Regions from separate parts of the Zea mays genome. Here all the other regions are linked to region 2. A link is a contact called in public Hi-C data. All regions are on one chromosome and are shown on one strand. Each heading gives the region's core, a stretch centred on a gene start, on an enhancer-like site or on the middle of the called end of the contact. The rest is flanking DNA. Distances are from core to core; before and after follow the strand shown.

Evidence for each region. A called contact is a pair of places that touch in the nucleus more often than the background predicts.
Region 1: a contact with region 2 is called in a Hi-C map of bundle sheath, with 3 times the contacts expected there. The contact joins the promoter of LOC103650768 here to the promoter of LOC100285031 in region 2. A contact is called at or near these places in 5 of 25 Hi-C or Micro-C datasets (bundle sheath, ear, leaf and 1 more).
Region 3: a Hi-C map of tassel shows a contact between it and region 2, with 2.0 times the contacts expected there. The contact joins the promoter of LOC100272379 here to the promoter of LOC100285031 in region 2. A contact is called at or near these places in 2 of 25 Hi-C or Micro-C datasets (leaf and tassel).

The regions. Positions count from the first base shown.
Region 1 is chr3:154,275,984-154,280,226 of Zm-B73-REFERENCE-NAM-5.0, reverse strand. It overlaps LOC103650768 (hexokinase-3), which reads right to left and starts at 2,336. Exons shown (of 9, transcript XM_008676343.4): 1 at 1,678-2,336. The coding sequence starts at 1,949.
Region 2 is chr3:154,065,505-154,069,658 of Zm-B73-REFERENCE-NAM-5.0, reverse strand. LOC100285031 (lichenase-2) reads right to left here and starts at 1,313. Exons shown (of 2, transcript NM_001157926.1): 1 at 1,095-1,313. The coding sequence starts at 1,191.
Region 3 is chr3:153,935,748-153,939,869 of Zm-B73-REFERENCE-NAM-5.0, reverse strand. LOC100272379 reads right to left here and starts at 1,607. Exons shown (of 2, transcript NM_001146860.2): 1 at 1,485-1,607; 2 at 1-676. The coding sequence starts at 1,563.

The DNA of each region.
Region 1 (4,243 bases), core at 1,087-3,586, 210 kb before region 2:
GGGTATAATATTCCATAGCAAACATGTAATTGATCAAGATAAATCATTCATATCAAGTTCAATCATACTTGACAAGCACAAGGCGTGAAGGCTATGCAAACCAAGAAGAAAATGCTCCATTCCCGTCACGAAAACAGACAATTTTCACAAGAACAGGCAATGGCTACGAACAAGAAACACAGTGGTGCTAAAATCCAAACATGTGACAGAAGCAAAAGAACAAAAGGCCAACCAAATCAATGTGTATCCCATCTGTCACGCAGGTTGTTCTACTATCATGCTAAGCTGTTGCAAGAGCGGCTACCCAAAACCAAACAATGGACATAGACATATGGTAACAAAACTGTGTGGGCTTGAGGTTTCATTTGGCCTTCAAATTCCGATTGTTTAGCACGGTATTAGCTGGACTGTGAACAGCACAAGCAACCAGCCTTGAACAAGCAACAGTAGAGCATCCCGATGCAGTGGGACACAAACGTTTCTGCATTACGGGTTACGGCTCGACATCATCGTCACCAGATATTCTTGCACTCCAAAAGGTGCCTCCCCGAGCAATGATTCCAGTCTGACAGAGAACGCCCCAGGCCAACAATGCCATGGTGGAATACAACCTGGCGCCTGTGAACCCCAACGCCGGGGGCATAAAAGCGTATAGGTAGATCCATGTCCCAAGAGGCCGAGCTCCGCGCCCCCTTTTATGGCGGCTTCCGGCCACCAAACCTCTCCATGAATGCAAGCGTCAACCCAACAGCGCTTGCCCCAGGTGGCTGCCATCCGCCGAGGTTGTGGCGCTGCAAGTGCGGGCGGCATCACGCATCTGAACTGTTCAAACCCACCAGAGAGAGGGCCGATTAGACTAGACGCGAAGGCCACAACTCCGGCGGAGAAGAACATGGTTTCTGTCCCGTTCCAACAAAGATGGATGGCAATAGCGACTTTTGTGACGTCGTGTTTGCGGGAATTCCACGAGGAAAATCTACCGAGGTGTGCGCGGCATTATTCGGAATCGAATAAAGATGGCGACTTTATACAGGAACATAATATATCAGCAAAAGTAACGGCCCAAATTCGCTCACTGTGGGATGAACACATCAGAAAGGCAGGGACCCAGATTTGTTCACCATTGCGGAGCAGGGAGATGAGTGTGAAAGGATCCTCAACTTAGCATCGACAGATTCGACACGACTAGTACGACCCTCAATGCAAGCAGCATTGGGCGGTAGATAAGTTTTTAAACCAAAACAAACCAATCAGAAACCTTAAGCGGCGAAAAAAAATCGAATCCGTACATTTCGCACGGACGCCCAAAGGAAGGCGAGAAATGCGCGTCGCTCCACAGCAGCTGGGAAGGCAAAGGAAGCAGCAGAAGGAACCAAGAAAAAAGAAATCACATTTATGTACGCACAGCGGGGTAAAATCGGAGGCGACCAAGACGGCAAGATGCAAGGGTATGATCCAACTACCAGCATGTCAGTCAGTTACGACGGGGTGTTAAAAAAAAGAGGACAGGCTTTTTTGTGCCCGTTCTAATCAAGAATCAGGAGGAGGGGGGAAAGGGAGGAGCTGGGGGGCGCTTCAAATCATATGGAATCGCGAGGCCGCGCACGGCGGAGGACAAGGGCCTGCAGGCAGTGAGGTGGGGTGGGGGGGGAGCGGGAGGCGCTGTGCCGTACGTACCCGGCGGGGAGCGCGTCGACGAAGGTGAGCAGCATCTTGAGCTTGCTGCCGCCGTCGGACGCGAGGCCGGCGTGCATCTCGACGACCATGGCGTCGACGACCTGGCGCAGGCGCGGCGGCGGCGTGGCGCAGCCGTCCTCGAACTCCCTGAGCAGCGCGACGGCGCGGCGCCACCGCGACCGCGCCGCCGCCCGGCGCGCCACCAGCGCGGCGGCGATCGCGCACGTGGCGGCCGCGCAGCCCGCCGCCACGCCGAGCCCGACCCGCCCCATCCCCCCGGCTCCAGGCGCACGGCGGCGATCACGGCAGCATCCCCGGGGGGCCGGGGGCAGGGGCGGTCGCTACCTCCCTCCCTCTCTCTCCTGGCGCCCGCGCCAGCGCCCGCACCGCACGCGCGCGTGCCCGGGACGCGGCGCCCTGGCGGCGGCGCGCGGCGGAATGGCGGGCGAATGAGACCGGCGCGAAGCGGCGCCGAGCGGGGGTGTTGAAGGGAGGAGGAGGGAGGGGCGGCTAGTAGTGGGGGAAAGGGGGGAGAGAGAGAGAAGGGGAGGCGCGGCGAGGCGAGAGGGGGAAAGAAATAGAGAAATAGGGGAGAGGGGCAGGGGCAAGCGAAAGGGAAGAGCGTGGCCTGGCGCTGGCCTTGCCCGTTTTATTACGCGCCGGAAGTTTTGCGATTTGGCCCCTGCTCCAGGCTAGGCTATATAGCCTAGGCACAGGCAGCGCCAGCCACCACCTGTCTGTCTGCATTTCCATTTTTTTCGTACGTTTGTGGAATGCTTCTTTTTTTTCCCGTGCCCGGCTTTGACCTGCTGGAGACCTGGAGTGTACTTCCCTCCCCGCTTTGTTTTGCTCAAGACAACGCCAGAGGCCAGACGCAGTGCTCATGTGTTGTTGTTGTATATATATACTACTACAGATCAGCAGTAGTATATGGTTGTATTATGCGTTTGGTTTTGTCACGCTCGATGGATGATGCGATCGACGGCCGTCCATGCTTGTGGATTTTGTTCCAGTACGTGGCGTTGGCAACAAACGCCACGACTTTTAGAAAAAAAAAGCTGATGGCGTAGCCTAGCCTACTGTACTCCACGTGCTCTTTTCTTTTCATTAGGTTAACGTTGACGTGTTCTCTTGAGGCCTCTCTCTCTCTCGCGTACTACCTACGTCAATGTCGACGGCGATCGCATCGCAAGTGATGCGGGTGTCAGCAAGCAATGGCGGCGACCTGGCAGCAGAAGCGTCTCCGGGTGGGTCAACTTAACCAAATCGGCGGCGGCGGCCGGCGGCGCAGCCAATCAGCGAGCGAAGGCATTGGCGACGGGAAGTTGCATAGGAGGCGCGGCCAGGCCAGGCCGTCAAAAAGGCGAGGAGGCTAGCGACCAGTAGGGGTGATCCATCCCGTCCTCGTATGCGCTCCGGCCGCTTTGCTTGCATAATTTACGCGAGAAAGAATTGCGGGGGGCGGCGGGGCTTTTCGGCCGTTGCGGGCGGGCGGGCGCAGGCAAGGCAGGGCGGTGGCGGCAGCGCCACGGGGCAAAAGACGCGGCCTGCGTGCGCGGCGATATGGGCGCCTTTGTTTGTTTGACCTCGGTCGGGGGGCCACCCCGGTCGATGTCGATCCATCCGGCGATAGCGACCCGGCCACTCCGCCCAGTACCGGGTTCGGGTCTGGGCGGTTCGGGTTCGGTTGGCACTGACGACCCGGGCGGTCAGCGGCGGCCGCTTTGACCGGGAGGGAGGAGGGAGGGACCAGCAGACCAGACCAGACCAGGCTAGCGTAGCAGGCGGCAGCTGCAGCTCGCCTCCCGCCGGGTCGTACGGGGGAGTAGATGGTGGAAATGAATCGGAGAGAGCAGGCCAGCGCGCGCGTGTCTTGTGCTCTGGCCGGGCCTGCTGTCGTCTGCCGTCGGCCCCGTCCCGTAGTACTACTAATCCTGGAATGCCCCCTGTTAAGCTTCGTGCTTCATTGGATTTGGGCCTACTCTTTTTTTTCTTGCTGCAGCGTTTGTATCTCACCTCGGAACCAAAACCCGAGGCCAAGGCGAACGGACGCGGGAGGCCGACGGCGGGCGCAGCCGCGGACGCGGAGCCGTGGACCGGATCCACGGAAAGCGCTGCCGCCGCGGATGGATGGTGGGATCCCACCCACGAACCACCCACCACCAGGGGGGGCCACGTTTGCGTTCGCGGGCTATTAATTGCGCCCGGCACTGTCGCGTGACGAGCACCTGCGCTGCGCTTGTGCGGCCGGCGGGCTGCCAGGGCCGGCCGCCCGCCCGCCCGCCCTTTGCTTCGTCTGCAGTCTACCTAGGCACGCAGGCGCAGGCGCGCGCTGTCCGTCCGGCGTCGCAGCAGACACATGGCCTGCCCAGAGCGACAACAATATAATAGTAACAGCGAGAACGCCGCTATCTATACGGACGCGGAACGTGCGCCCGTGCCACGGCGATTCCGTTAATCAAAAGCGTGGCTTGCGGTTCAAAAAACGGACGCCACAACGGGCCGTGCACGCACGCACGCCTTTGGGCGGGCATTTTGGGGGAAAAAAACGTGGGAGCCCCGTGTT
Region 2 (4,154 bases), core at 64-2,563:
CGGTGGTTCAGACATCTTTTCTGACCTTTTCCTTTTCTTTTCTTTTCTTTCCTTTCCTTTTCCTTTCCTTTTCTTTTGCGAATGAACTGTGATGGAGGATGAAGAAAAGGACATGTAACTGAAGATTTCCGGCAGGTTCCGAACTCGCACTCCGTCAGGCCTCTTTCTGTAGTGCTCTTCGATGGTACATGCACGCATGCTTCTAACATATAGATCGGCTGAATTACATTCTTTCCTGGTTCAGAGTAGCTAGCTAGGTCAACAGTCAACTAGTAGTACATGACATGCCGTGCCGTGCCGTTCAGTGGAGAAGGTAGCTCTTGACGGTTAAACCGACCGTTAGTATGTCGCTACCACTACCAGTAATCAGCATCAGCAGCGCCGTTACTAACTACTACAAAGCTTCTGTTGCAACGTCTGCAGCAGGACCGTTGGTTAGTTAGTCTTCTTGGAAACGGAGCAAAGCGACTTGAGGAGGGAACCAAAGGTGTCTACGTCGTCTCCTAGCTGCTCTAGCATGCAGAGGTAGCACTAGCTTGGCTTGGATTGGATGGTTTGCAAGCAACATGGATTATCAGTGGGTGAGTGAGTGGTTGAGTGCAGACGAGAGATGAGATGCAGTGGTAACATGAATGGATGCAGATGAAGAGTAAGTGCAACTGCCATGGCCGTGCAGTGCAGGTGCATACATACATGGAAGACGATGAACAGGCATGCAGTATCAAGCATGTATGTAGTCAGTAGTCATGTACCCACAGAAGCCCGTATACTGACCAGCGTCACTTATGAAAGCCTCTGACTGACTGGATTGTGGCGCCAACAGAATGTTGAGCTGCTAATTGAACAAGAACACACGCATGGACCTGACCTGACCTGACCTGAGCAAGGGAATTAATTAAAGAGAAGCGGCCGTTGGTTGCACTTGCACTGACCAAACTTTCAACAGTTCCTTTACTTCTCCGAGCGACACGACACTCATTCAGAGAACGAGAAGCATGTAAAAGTTCAGCTGGGATTGATTAACCATGCCGCTGCAAGCTCATCTATGCACACACAGAAGGCAAGAGAGAGAGAGAGACAGAGAGAGAGATTACTTGCAAGGATGGAAGCCAAGATAGTGAGGAGGAGGAGCAGCGCCACGTGGAAGCCGGACAGGGGAGAAGCTGATGCTCCAGCACCTTGCGCTGCCATTGATCTCTCTGTCTTCCTGCTGCTTGTCTTCCAGTTCCAGAGCGATGTCACCTCTGATGACTAACCTGAATGAACTGCTAGCTGCTGCTTTGTGCCTCTTGCATGCAGTTCTCACTGCTCCTGCAGGACTCCAATCCCCTTGTGTATTATATATATAAGCTGCAGCTGGGCCCAACCTCCAACAGATGTTTTATTATGCGCCGCTGGTCAGCGTCTGCCCAACTTCGGTTAAGGACGACGACGCACTGATCTTGAGTTCTGGTCCGGTAGGAGGCCTCGCACTTGCACTAGCTTGCCCGGTTGTTCTCAGGTCAAACTTCCAAGGCACCACATTGGCAAAGGGACAGCGACTCCCTGCCGCGCGATCTGTTTCAGTTCAGGTCGCCTCTTGTACTTGCTCCACTATGCAGTGCAGCTTGCTTGACCGGAGCATTACTTCTTGTGAAATTTGAAGTTCTTATACTCTAATATATATATACACTATAAATCTTGGATGGGAGCTGCATCACGGTTAGAGCCAGAAGCACGTACGTACGTATACGGATGGTTTAAAACTTCAAAAACAAACTCCCTACCCTGCATGTCAAACAGACTCCAGAAACCACTCTGCATGCTCTTGTACTCCCTAGCTTCCATGCGTCGGACGATGTGCAAATTTGGTGCCGGAAATGCAAATGGTCCCTTAATTTGGAACCCACATCTCTACGTCGTACTGCATGCCCTTTTGCCACTCGCCGGCCCCTGGCTAACCACCGGTGAAGACATATTAGGTGCACCACATGCATGCATGGACACCATGTCCCTATGCGTGTACCATTTTGTTTTTAAGAAAAAAAAGAAATTATGGTACCTCTAATAGCAACTAGTTAGAATGCTCGTATGTTGTTACGACTTCTATATATTATATGTGTTGATTTTATTTTAATAATACACAAAAAATGTATGTTTAGTTTGTTATGTGAGTGTGGATGTAGATTCAAAAACTAATGTTTAAATCTCTACGTATATATAATTTTACCTTATTTTTTTATAAAATGGGAAGAGTGACGCACAACGACTATGATCGTAGAACCGTGCAAACAAAAAAAATTATACTTTAAATATAGTAGAGATAGCATGGAACTTCTTTTGCTCTTCTTTTTTCTTCCGTTGATATATATCATCCATGCATGGTACGTTATATAAATTAATGATGGACTGATGTGCATTATTCAACAACCTACAAGGTTTCCAAAACTGTGTGTTTCTTTCTAAAGTGGTACTGCTGGTACCTGTCTCCATCCCGGCTTTACTAACCGTATTACCGATGATTTGCTGTTTAATCAAGAGCAAACAAAGCCTAACTTGCTGGCGGGAATTCGCTTTAATTAATTTAGGCCCACTTTCAGATACGAGATGAGATCAATCCATTATATTCATCGTAATCATCCTGTAACGTGATGTTTGCTTGGTAATCTGTCCCTGTTGACATAATAGAGAGAGGGGGTCTTCTTTTCCTCGCTCATCTCTTTCTCCTTGCTTGTTAGTTTGTTACGTTTCACCTTTTAACTACTACCTGCTGTTCTCGTTACTCGCTATCATGTGCCATAAGTGAGTGGATATAGCTAGATTGTTGGCTCTGGCTTTTCTAACTCTTACTACTAGGTAGGAGTACCTACATGCACGCGTAAAGCTGAAACTTGATATTTAGGCCACAACAATAGACTAGCGGACACAATTGCTTGCCGAGTGCTTCAGACACTAAACAAAGTCTGGAAAACACTCTGCGAACCCTTTATCGAGTGTGACTCTCGGCAAAGAAGTCATGATGAACTATACATCAACAACAGTTTCTTTATAGAGTACTTTTTGTCAGGCACTTCGCAAAAACTTTGTCGAGTTTTATTTGGTTCTCAGCAAAGAAAAGTTGCCGCCACGACAACGACGTCACGACGACAAGTGATAAATTATAAAATGTCTTGGTTTTCTTAGAGACGTTGCTTTTATTCTTATTGCTAGCGCTGATCTAAGCGCCAAACAATGGAATGAACCACCTAACGGTGCTCTCTGTGGAGGCGCAGATGGTCCGCGGTCCTAGGCCGGACGATCCACGACCTGAGCGTAGGAGCGGATCCTCCTCTGCACGCTTTCCGGACAATCCGCGTCTAGGACAGAACTGTGTCTGTGATGACCCAGTACTCTTCTTCTATATGAAGAACCCTAGAACTCGCCTCCGGGTAGATCCCGCCAAGGAGGAGGGTTTTAGGGGTTGCTCCAGGGTCGACAGGCCACCCGTGGCATCCCTAATCGACGTAGAGTGGAAGAGGGATGGTTCGTGCCGCTACGGTAGACAGTCCAGACCGTGGACCATCCGACCTCAGGGTTGGACCGTCTGCACGGTCTGTTTTGGTGTTCAACACTTACTGTATATATATCTAGACGTAGCATATATATATCTAGACGTAGCATATATTTAAGTGCATAGCAATTAGGTGCATAGCAATTTTATAATTTAAAACAGAGTAACGAGTAATACATGCTTATTGTCTATAAAACCCATATATACTATGCTCACGTTTGATGCATATATAGGGCACTTGTTAGCTAATGATCTTTTTTTTTCAATTTTTGCCGCCCATTCAAACATAGAGATAAGAGCAACTCCAAAAGAATGTTAAAAATTTTACCCCAAAAACTGATTATTAAGAGTAGGCTAAAAAGTTTTAAGAGTGAATTATGATGGGTACTCCAACAGTTCCTTTAAATGTGATATGTGGCGTAATCTATACAGTCGTCGAGAGGCTGAGGGTTATCTGATACGTTGAAGAATGGATTGGGGAGGGATGAAATACATCAAAATATGAGGGAGAAGAGGCTGTGGATACGGGACACTAATTTTTTGGGGAAAGGATGAAGGAGCTGTTGGAGTAAGAAAAACCACTATTCTAAACTAATATCTGTTTTGGGGTTAGTTTACACGTTCT
Region 3 (4,122 bases), core at 358-2,857, 130 kb after region 2:
GCCTTCTCGAGCGCGGCGACGACGGCGTCCACCATGGCGTCGAACAGGTTGTTGTAGTTGAGGCCGTTGCCGTTGTCCCTGACGGTGGTGCCCGGCTGGAACGTGGCGTAGCCCAGGCTGATGTCGCGCGGGTTGTCCCGGTACGCGAAGTAAGGGTACACGTTGGCGAGCAGCGGCGCGCCGGTGCCGGCCAGGTAGCGCGCGACGTCCGCCATGTAGCCCTGCGCGAAGGAGCCGCTGGAGGGCGGGAACGAGTTGGCGACCACGTCGAAGCGCACCGACGTGGAGCACTTGATGCCCGGGAAGCCGGCGCGCGCCAGGGCGGCGTCCAGGTTGCGCATCGCCGGGAGGAGGCTGCGCGTGTCGTCGCCCTGCACCTCGTTGCCCACCGCGACGTACTTGATGCCGACGGCGGGGTAGTAGGGCCGCACGTTGCTCTGCACCCACGAGTCCGCGAACGAGGCGCTCCTGGCGAGCTGGCCCAGGACGCCGCCGCCGTTGCCGGTGTCGAGGATGAGCGCGATGCCGGAGTTGCGCAGGGCGGCGAGGGCTTTGGCGTCGGGGGAGTAGATGCGCATGCCTTTGATGCCCTTGGACCTGTAGAGCTGCACCACGTCGCTGCTGGACGGCAGGTTGTTGCCCAGCGTGCCGTAGCAGACGCCGATGGAGTGCACGGCTGCACGCAATGAAACGTCGTCGTCGTCGTCGTGTGAGGTGTTGTAGCATATATACTAGCTAGCACATGTTGGCAAAATATTTGCATATATTCGGATGCACGCTAGCTGCAAATCATCTTTGGAGTGCTTGATTAATTAGTTGTTTATCTGGCGATCAACGTACGGAAGGAGAGAAGGTGAGAATACGTACGTGTCGAAACAAAATTATTAGGCATATATTCGTGATTTATGCAGCAGAGAGTTGGATGGATGATGAAAGACCGAACGATTCCTCGATATCCTCTAGCGTACACGCATGAAGTTATATATATATATATATATATATATATGTATACTAATAAATCTACTGCTTGACACTGATTGCTACTAACACTACTCTTTTATTAGGATTGGAATCATGCAACAATAGTAGTTTATTCTATAGGTCCGCATATTACAAAAGGCTGTAAATTGCACAAAAAATATATACACATGATAGATGTAATATAATAATCTATACTATTCATTCAATTCAAGAAGTACATATATACACTAGCTAGATATGTTGCTATGATTTTTATTTATTAAGTATAAAGTATAAAACATAAAGACATATATGATTGGTTAGGTCGGTATGAACGTAAGTTTAGAGCTAATAAGCACAATTTAAATTCCTATTAATATATGCAAATAAAACAACACGCTTGCATGCACACATGCAAATAAAACAACGAATAGAACAGCAACGACATATATATAGAGCGAGCGAGGTAATAACAATCAACGAATTAACGACCACGACGGTGACGGATAATACGCGATCAGTACTTGTAGGAATGGACGCAAACGTCGTTGCAACGAGCAGAGCAGCTGCAAGCATGGAAGCAACTTGTCGTTGCCTCGCCATGGTCGTCGATCGATCGATGATCTCTCTGTCTCTCTCTCACTCACTAGTTTGCTCTCTTGGATACAACGAACACCCCCTCCCCTTTATATACACACAAGACGCATACACGCACGTCCCATCCGAGGTCTGATGAGCCTCGCCTCGCCTCGGCCTCCCAGAGTTGCCAGCCTGGTACGTTTCCCGCGTCCAGAGAGACTCCAAAAAAGACGCATTATATTCATGCATGTGGACGTGGTGTGTGTTGCACCGTTCGGCGGGCGGGCGGCCAGCCGGGTTGACTACTAGCACTAGCCACACTCGATCGCCACAGCTATAAGGCGGCCATCTGGATCAAGTTGCATGCATGGGGTCGTGTCACCCCTCCGGCGCCGCAGAGCCTGGCACACACGTCGTACGTCGTCGTCCTACGTACGTTTTCCACGGAGACAATAATGGCGGTCTACGGTGCTCGACCTCGACGTCTGATCCCGATCGACGACGACGACGCAAGCAAGCTAAGAAGTCCGCGGGACGGACGTGGAAGAAGCCCGCGCGTGGCAGCTGCGCAGGCTCTCTCTCTGTTTTTTTTTTTAAATTTCCGGCGTGCGTGTACGTACACGTACCAGCTGATTGCCATGATTTTCTAAAATACCGGCATTTGTATTATATAGAAAACCACATACAGGGATATCATACTCTTAAGATCGTGGATTAACTATTAAATATACAACAACATTATTCTTCTACTGTGTATAGATACAAGCATATATGTGTTCTATATATATATATATATATATATATCCCCTGCATGTATATATGGGAGTTCGTTCTTCCTTGTCACGTCGATAAAACGACCTAGCTAGGGTACGTACGGTACGATGTACGGCCGGCGGGGGTCTCAGCCGGTTAAGTTGCACGGGTCGCATGGCGTCTACACATCAGTCTCCGTCTCCGGCGCAGCAGCCGGCGGAACACGTCGTCGATCTCCTCGCCATTTTCCACGGGAGACCGATGGCATCATTCTCCGATCACGACGCGATCCAACAACAAAGTTCCCTCGTCGTCCGGGCGGGAACTGCGGGGTTGCATTGTGGAAGTGGAAGCCCGCCCGCCCGTTCGCCGGCCGGCCTCGTTTTTCCTCGTGTGTACTTTGTGTTCTTTTCTTTTCTTTAGCTAGGTAGTAGTCAGGGTACGTTGCATTCCATTGCATCGCTATCGCATGCATGCGCGCGTACGTGTGCCCCTGATCTGCCTGTCCCGGCCTGTTTTTATTTGCTACTAGGGTTGCCAGCCCATCAAATTCTATCCCTACTACCTGCATGGAAATTCTTCGCTCTACCTGCATGCGGTACAGCAGCGAGTTCTTCGATCTTCTTCAAGCTAGGGACAGCGCAGGATCCCGCTAGCAGCCGGCCATGCATCTTGTGTTCTTCTTCTTCTTCTCTCTCTATATGATCTATGTATATCCACATGGGCGCGCTATCGTATTTATTAATCCCGGCCAGCCAGCCCTTGCGTACGCCTACGGGCAGGGAGATGTAGCGCAGCTTGTGTTGACGAATGACGCATACGTACGTGGAATTCTTGGTGCGGGCCGGGGTGCTAACGGATTGGACCCCCATGCTTTGTATGTATTATATTCCACCACTACTAGTAGCATCTACTAGCTAGTAGTGGATTTATTTCTGTCTCTGTTTGCATCATTCTTCTTCCGTTCGTCACGGCTGCATCATCGTATCCCCTCATCCGAGGCCATGGAGCCGGTCTTGCGGTAGGAAAGACGACATGACCATCTCATTTAATACAATTAATATTTTATGGTCCGTATTAAATGTTATATCTTAAAACATAAGGCTAAACTCATAAAAAAACAGCTCTAACAATGTCCTATTTCATAAATATTTATTAAAAAAATATATAGGGCACATCACATGAAGTGATCCAAATATCCTACACCCCATATTAGTGCCTTATCCTTGTTTTCAACATCATGCTCAACATTTTCTTTCCTAATAATGTATTTTATTTCCTTAAATACATTGAAGCTGAATTTATTTTTAGTGTCCTAAACACTTTAAATGATGTAGTTTATTCAACTTTTGAGGCACTATTTTGAGGCACCTTATTGAATATGCTTGTACAACCTAGAGATGCTAGATCGATTTTCTAGATACAAGAGACATCATGATACAATCCCAAGCCTTTGGATCATAAATACACTTAAGAGACCATGTGTATGGAGAGTCATGTAGAGACGAGCTCTTCGCGAAGAGTCCGTCTCTTGTATTTTTTTCATTTAACCCTCTAGAGAGCCCTCAAGAGACCTCATATTAAATGGGATTGTACATGCCCTTACAGGGTTAATCCCACATTGCTAGTTAAGGGAGACTTTGGCCAACTTTAAAGGTGGACTCAAAATATATCTGCTACCAAGTTAGGAGAAGGAGACTAGTGTGTAACGTGCTCGCTCGCCGGGCCAGGCTGGAGTGTGGGCATGGTGAGATAGACCGAATGAAACAACTTGAAAATTTGCAAAGCTGTCATAGCCATGGCAAAAATTCAGTTATCTCTCTCAAACTT